3 separate regions of the Zea mays genome follow, and regions 1 and 2 are each linked to region 3. A link is a contact called in public Hi-C data. All regions are on one chromosome and are shown on one strand. The core of a region is the stretch at or near the end of the contact, and the rest is flanking DNA. Distances in the headings are between cores, read along the strand shown. Region 1 holds the start of LOC100273340 (Glycine cleavage system H protein 2 mitochondrial). Region 2 has its middle 140 kb from the start of LOC103626668. Region 3 holds the start of LOC100191193.

Evidence for each region. Hi-C and Micro-C count contacts between places; a contact is called where the count stands out from the background.
Region 1: a Hi-C map of tassel shows a contact between it and region 3, with 2.9 times the contacts expected there. The contact joins the promoter of LOC100273340 here to the promoter of LOC100191193 in region 3. A contact is called at or near these places in 4 of 25 Hi-C or Micro-C datasets (ear, endosperm, leaf and 1 more).
Region 2: a contact with region 3 is called in a Hi-C map of tassel, with 3 times the contacts expected there. The contact joins the enhancer-like site here to the promoter of LOC100191193 in region 3. A contact is called at or near these places in 3 of 25 Hi-C or Micro-C datasets (bundle sheath, endosperm and tassel).

What each region holds. Positions count from the first base shown.
Region 1 is chr5:86,940,123-86,943,126 of Zm-B73-REFERENCE-NAM-5.0, forward strand. LOC100273340 (Glycine cleavage system H protein 2 mitochondrial) reads left to right here and starts at 1,337. Exons shown (of 4, transcript NM_001147781.1): 1 at 1,337-1,517; 2 at 2,266-2,354; 3 at 2,812-2,982. The coding sequence starts at 1,424.
Region 2 is chr5:86,649,644-86,652,476 of Zm-B73-REFERENCE-NAM-5.0, forward strand. No RefSeq gene overlaps it. Among protein-coding and RNA genes, the nearest start is that of LOC103626668, 140 kb to the left of the region's middle. Within about 2 kb of position 1,323, at least 19 of the 20 cell types and tissues checked have an H3K27ac peak or open chromatin away from gene starts, as enhancers often do. A contact at or near this core is called in bundle sheath and tassel, where this site is marked.
Region 3 is chr5:86,799,776-86,802,475 of Zm-B73-REFERENCE-NAM-5.0, forward strand. LOC100191193 reads right to left here and starts at 1,396. Exons shown (of 7, transcript NM_001136628.1): 1 at 959-1,396; 2 at 632-691; 3 at 85-333. The coding sequence starts at 1,370. LOC100274530 (60S ribosomal protein L27a-like) reads right to left here and starts at 2,692. Exons shown (of 1, transcript NM_001148887.1): 1 at 1,990-2,692. The coding sequence starts at 2,643. The coding sequence ends at 2,203.

The DNA.
Region 1 (3,004 bases), core at 87-2,586, 140 kb after region 3:
GTGTGTTGAGCAGTTAATCACGAAAATATTTAGAAATAGCCCAAATACACATTTTTCTTTCACATGATATAGACTAAAGTTTAGGTTCTATACAATTTTAGCCGTAGAACTAATGGAACCAAACGAGACCTAAAATATCTACCGATGAAATTGTAGTCAAATTATGTAATCTTAAACAAAGTTCGTAGAAAAGATCTCAATATTTAGAGTCAGCTGTGTTGACTCCTGATTTAGTAAGAATTGTTTTACTAATTAAAAAATATAAAAAAAACGCCTGAGCTCCACTAAAGTTTAGATCCACCAAAAGAGTGAATTTGAGGGTTACATTTAGCTTTTTTGAGCTCCTGCTCGACGTGAAATTAGGTGGAAACTATGCAGCACTGTCCATCGTACCAATTTGTTGCTCTACTTTTTTTATTGTTCCTCGACTTTCTTTGTCGGTAAGTTTTATACGTTTTTTTCCCTGTAAAACTGCCTTCCGTTGTACGTTGCTGTTTGTACAAATTCTATCCCTAGGTATATGTATAATTCACATTCAGTTTCGTTTTTTAAAAAGAAAATTGGATATAACACTTTGCGCTGCAGCTGCTACGTAGCCACGTAAAGTCAGTTCAAGATCCTTGTAATAAATAAAAAAAAAGAAATGCAAGCAGGAGGAATTGTGTAAAAAGGAACAATGACACCATTGCTGGGTGTGTGTGTGGGTCGTCTTGTATATTCGGCTATGGTTATTACAATGCGATGCAACAGATCCCCTTACCAACTGCCGCTCTAGTACTAGTAGTTGATTTGCAGTCTGCATCAGCCACCAACCGCTGTTGAGAAGTCCGATCGGTGTCAGAGAGCACCGGTGTCCTCGGTGGATTATTTGTTTACGCATGCCAACGACCCCATCCCGTGTGGTTGTTGATTCCTCTTGCGGGTTTGTTGGTTTGGTGATCCCCCTCTCGGTTTGGAAAAAAAAAGCATCAGTTTAATTTCGCGACTAGGATTAGTATATTGAGATTCAAATCAGGACCAGATTGGCGTCCATTTGGACATGGGATTCGATGTCAAGTTGGCGATGCAATGCAATTCCTGATACCACGAGGTACTTCCGTTTTCTGAGCATCCGAAGCCTGAGCCTCTTTCTTTCGTTGCTGAAACGGAAGAGCAATCCTGAGTTTTCCAGATATCACAAGTACTCGAGGGCAAGACTGCAAAACCATAAAGCGCAAGTACTCCAAGGCCCACCAGGCCACCACGAGGGCCCATTCCTACTGTTAGTTTTGTGAATTCGGAGGCGCAGCGCCACCAACTTGCACCATTTTGGCAACCCCGCAGGGACAAAAGAAAGGCGAAACGAGGCCACCAGCTCACCGCCGAGCGGAAGCGGCGCCGAGCAACCAACCCCTCTCCTCGTCCGCCGCCGTCTCCCCGGACCATGGCCATGGCCGCCGCCTCCTCCCGGCTGTTCTGGGCGTCCCGCGCCGCCGCCTACCTCAGGATCTCCACCTTCCCCAGGGCCTTCGCCACCGGTACGCCCGCCACCCCCCATCCTCTGTCTCCGGCGCCCTGGTTCCTCGGATCACGGCTCCTCGCGGTTGGTACGGCGCCACCTTGTGTCGTTTCGCGCGCGTATAGATCCCGACTCGCGGTTGGTACTGTTCCTGATTTGGGCCGTGGTTCTGCGTTCCATCAGACGGCGCATGCGTTCAGGGATGGGGGGTTTACAATGGGGTTTAGCCGCCGCCGCTCCTTATTTATCATGAATGCTTTGTCTTTCCCGGCGGGGGGGGGGGGGGGGGGGGGGGGGTTCGTTCGTTCGTTCATGGTGGACAGCGTGTGTGTGGAAGAGAAGAAACAAAGATCTTGTATTTACAGTGCTAATGTGTTTGGAAGATCGATTTCCCCAGATTTATTTGTGTTAGGTGTGGACGAGGGAGGCAATGTGTTACAAACTGAAATTAATATTTTTATATGAATACTCAAATATTTATATATTTGTGTTGGATCTTAGATGGCCTTTGGTAAACCTGTGCTTCAGTACAGTTTTTTTGTTGTGGGGTTTGTTCTGCAACAGTAAAATGTGGCTGAGAAAAAAATGACTGGTTCCTTGTAAGAGATATACATATTTGTTTTTTTTGGTATCAAATAGACTAAATGGTGGTCTCAGAAAGTCACTGGGTGGGGTTGGTGTAGTACTTCTGTGTGCATTGTTGCCCCCACAATGCCACTCCAATGCATACAACCTCTGATGCTCCACATGTTACCCCCTTTTTTCAGTGCTGAAGGATCTGAAGTATGCTGACACTCATGAATGGGTGAAAGTTGAGGGTGATTCAGCAACCGTGGGGATTACTGACCATGCCCAGGTTAACACGCTCACATATTTCTATTGCTGTGAGTTTAGAGTGTGAGGCAATACTAGGTGTTAGTGTTAGGCCCTCCATATGTTAGGTTGTCTGGTGCTGTAGTTCTTATCAACACTGATATGCATACTGCATCCAATCTGTTGCCAAGACATCAAGTTCTAATATATTATATCATGTTCAGTATACATATGTTAGTGAAAGACAGACCTAGTGTAGTGGTGAGAGCTGTCTTACTGACTCACCAGTCGCGGGTTTCAAGTGGCCTCTCTGCATTTGTGGAGGAGGTTGCCTCCTCCAGCACTAGGTCTCCTCTTTTCAGTATACATATGTGAGGCTTGCCTCGGTTTATCACTTCCCTAGACTCCACTCATGTGGGAGCCCTCGTCACTAGGTTTGTCCAGTATATAACATTAGGGTTTGCATTGCTTAAAATTTGTTTATTGCTTTTGGCGTCCAGGATCATTTGGGTGATGTTGTTTTTGTGGAGCTACCAGAAGTTGGCATCAGTGTATCCCAGGGAAAGAACTTTGGTGCTGTTGAGAGTGTGAAGGCAACCAGCGATATCAATTCACCAGTGTCTGGAGAGGTGGTTGAAGTGAACGAGAAACTAAGTGAGGAGCCTGGATTGGTAAGTGTTGCAACTAATATTA
Region 2 (2,833 bases), core at 73-2,572, 150 kb before region 3:
TTAAGTGGCTGAGAATTGGTACAAAGTCATGTTATTACACCTGGATGCCAGCAAAAATAAGCCTTAGAAAATAACTGTAATACCCAATTTGTAAGAGAGAATATAAAAGGAGAAGAAAATGTTATTTCCTTTATTTATATGTGTGGGTTGAACCCATTTGTCATCACATGTAAACACCATATTTAAAAATAATTAATAAAAATATATACCACTAAATTATGCATCATGCTAAATATTATTTTTTTGTGCATTTTGTGACAATATAAAAATAAAGAGACAAGACATATATTAATTCAAAAAGGAAATCTAGAATCTAAAAGGAATTCTAGAATTTAGAAAAGAAAAGAAAATAAGTATTATGTGGATATAAAAATAAGTAAAAACAAATATATATTATTTCTACACAAGGGTTTTGAATTTGTATAATTGACTCAAAGGAAACACATAACAAGATTCAAAATCAAATTTGAGATTTAAATGAAAAGAAAATGAATCAAAAAGGAAAAGGAAAATAAAAGAAAAGACTAAAGACACCTAGCTGGGCCAACGGGCGGGATTTTGGCCCATTATCAACCTTCACCGCGTGGCCCAACTTCATCACCGCGGCGCCGACAACCAGACCCATCCTGTCAGCCTCCTTTCCTCGCGCACGTTTCCTCTTCCATTCAATGGCAGATGGGCCAGCTCGGCCAGTCTCTTGGGCGATCTCTGTCAGTGGGGGCCCACTTAGCAGACTTATCCCCTCCACAAAATGGCTCCCGCGCATGGCGCACTGGCCGCCTGAAATCCAGCGTGTTCTGGTGGGCGTGGGGCATGGCCGGGGTATAAACTGGTCCCGGGTATCCTCTCCCCTAGCTCACCCTTGCCAATTTCTCTAGGAGCCACCATCGCCGTAGAATTTGCGCGCGCGGCGGAAGAACCTCGCCAGACCCCGCCGTCGTCGACCGGCATCCGCACGCGCCGCCCCGACCTCAACCTGTGATCGGGGGTCGTCTCTGGGTTCGCAAAACCTCGCGACCAAGTGCCCGAGCGCGGGGTTCCGCGGGTGGCCGGAATTTCGTCACCGTACCGTCGAATTTGTCGCGACGCGTGAACAGCCTGTGTGCAGCTTCGTTCTCGGTGAGTTCCGAACCTGTGAAGTTCACCTCGTCGTCCTTCATGCGTAGCACCATTTTATTCGGAGTCTGGGCGGTGGTTCGCCAGTTTAGCCATGTCCGACCATGGCGCCACCGCATGTGAGAGCGCCGTCGCGTCTGTTCGCCGGGGAGAACAGGTGATGGGGAACGATGCGTTAGAAGCCATCGATCTCAGGATTAGCGGTTAAGATTAGATCACTACTTACCCCTTCACGCAATCAATCCTGACCGTAGATCTCATATCCAGTGGCTGCAGTTAGATCTTAGTATTTAAAATCTACGTCGTCAGATCCAAATCTGAGGGCCGAGATTGCGTACCGGTTCGCGATGGGACTGATCTAATCCGGGCCATCCGCGCTTGATCGGACGGCCGTTAACGCTTCATACCCCTTCGGTGTGCGCAGTTTGCAGAAAGAACCTTATAATTTTAGCGAATCAACCCGCCATCCCTGCCAGTAGCTTTCTGTGTCTTAGGCATTTTTCTGTATTAACCCCTGCGCTTCACAATAAATGAAGCCCAGTCCAGTGCTGTTTGAAATTGAATAAATAAATTGGAAAATGGATTTTTAATATGAAAATAATTACTATGACTTGATAAATTCATAGAAAATTCATATGAACTCTAAATTAACCCATTCCACTTTCTAAATTTTTGTAATATTATTTTCTATCATCTAGAGTCCCTGTTTTGTCATGAAAACAGTAAGAAAAATAATTTCTCACTTAATCCTATTTAAGCACATAAAACCTTTGGAAATTCATATCTTAAAATCTATAACTCCAAAAATTATGATTCATGTTATTAGGATTATATTTTAATGTGTAGATTATTATTATGTATTTTGTTTACATGTTTGGTGTGATGTTAATTTTCTCTATATATTGTGCTTGTTTGTATTGTGGCGAGTAGAAGAGCCTGTGACTGAGGATCCTGGTGCCTAGCAGATAGAAGTAGCTGAGCAGGAGCTCATTGAAGGCAAGTTGTGCCCTTGACTACTTTTATACCCAATAATGTTCTTTAATGTCATTATTCATGCATATGTTTAATTTTGATGGGACCCGATAGGTCACCCTAGATTGTTTATCACTTTACCTTGTTATCCTGAATCGCATGGGTAGCTTTGCTATTGCTTTACATGGGTTTGGGATAATATTTCATTATATCCATGTTCCAGTTATTTTGTTATTCTATTTATGTTCATGTCAAGATCATTAATGTTAATTGGAACATGGAGCTTAACTTGAGAAACATGTGCCACCACAAGGGTTTAATGGGACGCCCTTGGCCAACTAACTAGGAAAGCTAGTGGAAGACTACCTTACCCGAAAGGGGCAAGGGCAGTAGGGGAGTTGCATGTAGGGAGGTTCTCGGGTTGATTTTGCTGTGATGGCAGTCAGACGGGGGATTCTTGCAAGTGCTCTTCCCATAAACTGTAGCGGGTTTTCGGAAGCTAGTGGAACTTTGTAAAGGCCTCGTAGTGTTGCCCTGCCTCGCTTCCTTGGTAGAGGTGTATGGGAGTCGTGATCCCTTGGCAGATGGGTAACATGACTTGTGGGTACAGGGTACAACCTCTACAGAGTGTAAAACTGGTATACTAGCCGTGCTCGCGGTCATGAGCAGCTCAGGACTCTCGCATGATTAATTTATGAAACATAAATTCAATTTGTCATTTGCATTGCATGGGATTATGTATTAA
Region 3 (2,700 bases), core at 146-2,645:
GATAAATTTAAAACTACCTACCGGAGAAGTTAAAGCGAAAGCAACTAATGTAAGAGCAAAAAGGTACAAAAGGTAAAGCCATACCAGTAAGAAGATGGCCTGCTTCGTGTACAAGGATCCGACGTTTATACGGAGGCCAGAAACATGAGATTTGAGCAAGACAAGTACCACCGAGCAACATTGCATCGGCTGCTGCTAATCCCAATACAGCACTCAGTTTAGGCCGTAGATCGACCCCTTGTGTTAGTAGAAAGGATACGCCTCCAAGAAATCCAATGAGAACATACGGTGAACTTCCCGACAGACCCCATTTCTTCGGCGCAAGTTTTTCAGCTGAAGAAATTAACAAATTCAAGAAAAAAATCGTATCTTTATACCATAGTTGGTGATAAACCACAATAGACGAGCTAAAGTTCCTTTTGGAGCAGCTATATCAGCTTGCTCGAGTATGATTTGCAAAAGAATGTTGCAGTAAAGTTTTCCCGTTTTAGATTAATAAATAATAAAAGGAAAGAAGAGGTTCTGCCTTAACTTCCTGCTATGTAATAACTGACAACCCACTCAAATTTTTAGTGTAGAATATCACAGCGCAGTGGAAGAGAGGGGACAGGGACACTGTCTGTATCCTCACCTTCCAAACCGGTCATCTCCTTCAAAACCGTTGGTGTCACTTCTCTTGGCCATTCCAGAACTGTAGGGAAAAAAAAGGAAGACACATATACAGTCAGTCTGAAAAGCAGTCGGAGTGAGACATCAGCTGTATAACACAGTAGACGTTACATGATAAACATCAAAAAATCGTGAGGCGTGATAGCAAATGATTATATCAATCAAATCAGCACATGCCAAATTGTACAGCTCCGTTTGACAAACAACTAGTAAGACGCCAAGTTAATTCGACGCCATGTCCAAATCGTGAAGGCATTCCGCAGCTGCGTTCCCCCAAGCCCCAACTCACCGATGTTCTTGCACTTGCCGAAGCTGGCGAGGACCCCGCGGTCGACGAGGAACTGGTACGCCCGGCCGACGAGGCGCATGTCGTCGGCGTCGACGCAGGCGTCGAGCACCTCCCAGTCCCGCCCCGGCGGCACGGGGACCGCGACCTGCACCGCCGCGGGCTCCACGGACTGCAGGAATTGGAGCGCGCGGGGGAGGTCCTTCCTCCTGACGGCGTCCTCGAACTCCCGCCACTCCTTGACGGCGCCCGCGTCGTCCTCGAACTCGCGCCACTCCTTGACGGAGCCCGCCCGCAGGCGGGGCCAAGAGCGGGGCCGCAGCGCGCACGGCGTGCGGAGGAAGCGGTCGGGGAAGGAGGTGGACGCGGAGGCGGTGGCGAGGGGTAAGTGGGATGGGGCCGTGGGCGTCGCCATTGGTGCGGGTCGCGGAGGTGAGCAAGGGGTGGAGCGGAGCGGACTGGCTCTGGTCGGGGTCGTCGTGGCGTTGTCCACGGCCAGCTACTGCCGGCGAGGGACCTCACGTGGGCCCGACCTTGATGGGTTTGTGGTCGAGTGTTTTGGGCCGGGCTTGTTTCCTGCCCAGCTCGGGCCGAACGTTTTAATCCGAATGTTTGTCGTCGAATGTTTTGCGAAAATTCATCATCGGGTGTTTCAAATGATGGATATAATAAAATGCAGCTGAAACAATTTGCATTGAGCCAGATTTACGGATTCACCTGTCCTCGGCTCCTCCCCCACTCACATTAGCTCTATTTTTGTATATGCATTATGCGGCCATGCATAGAAGTTTCTCGTTATTTTTGTATCTACCGTCGCTGGTGTCAACACATGGTTGTCCAGCAATTGATTTTCTTAGGAGCATAGCATAAAAAGATAAAATAGACGACAACTTTCAATTGATTTTGTTGTTTTGCAGCCATACGCCAGAAAATTAGTGGGCAAGACTGAAATCAATTGATTTTGTTGTTTTGCAACAATACACCAGAAAAAAGGAGGGCAATGCCTGACCACAAGGCCACAATTAGACGTATCAGAAAAATGCCAAAACATTTCATATCTCAGTAGCACAGCCCACATGAACTGCAACTGCATAGAATGAATAATACATGCAGCAAGAGGTGTGCAGCATCGATATAATCGAACTCATATTCGTTACCAAGTGCTCAAAACCAGGGTCTCATAGATCCACCCAAAAAAAGATAGAATATTTCTTAGCGCAGATAGTTGAAACAAGATGCAAAAGGACCTAAGCGGTCAGCAGGACGGCGCCTCCGGCAGCCTTGATCTTCTTCTCGGCGACCTTGGAGATGAGCTTGGCCTTGACGACGATGGGCCTGGACGGCAGCATCCCCTTGCCGAGCACCTTGAAGTAGCCGAACTGCGTCACGTCGACGAGCGGGGCCTGGTCCGCGCCGGCCGCCTCCGCGGCCTTGCCGGCGGGCACCATCGACCAGAGCCGCTCCACGTTGACCGACGGGCAGTGGAACTTGTTGCGGAGCCTGTGGAAGTAGCGCATGCCCACCTTGCCGAAGTAGCCCGGGTGGTACTTATCGAAGAGGATGCGGTGGTGGTGCATGCCGCCGGCGTTGCCGCGGCCTCCCGGGTGCTTCCGGTGCTTGCCGATGCGGCCGTGCCCCGCCGACACGTGCCCGCGCTTCTTCCGGTTCTTCTTCAGGCTCGTCGTCATCGCCGCCGCCGCTGCCGCTGCTCGACGCCGACGGGTGTTGGGACTTGGGAGTGGATG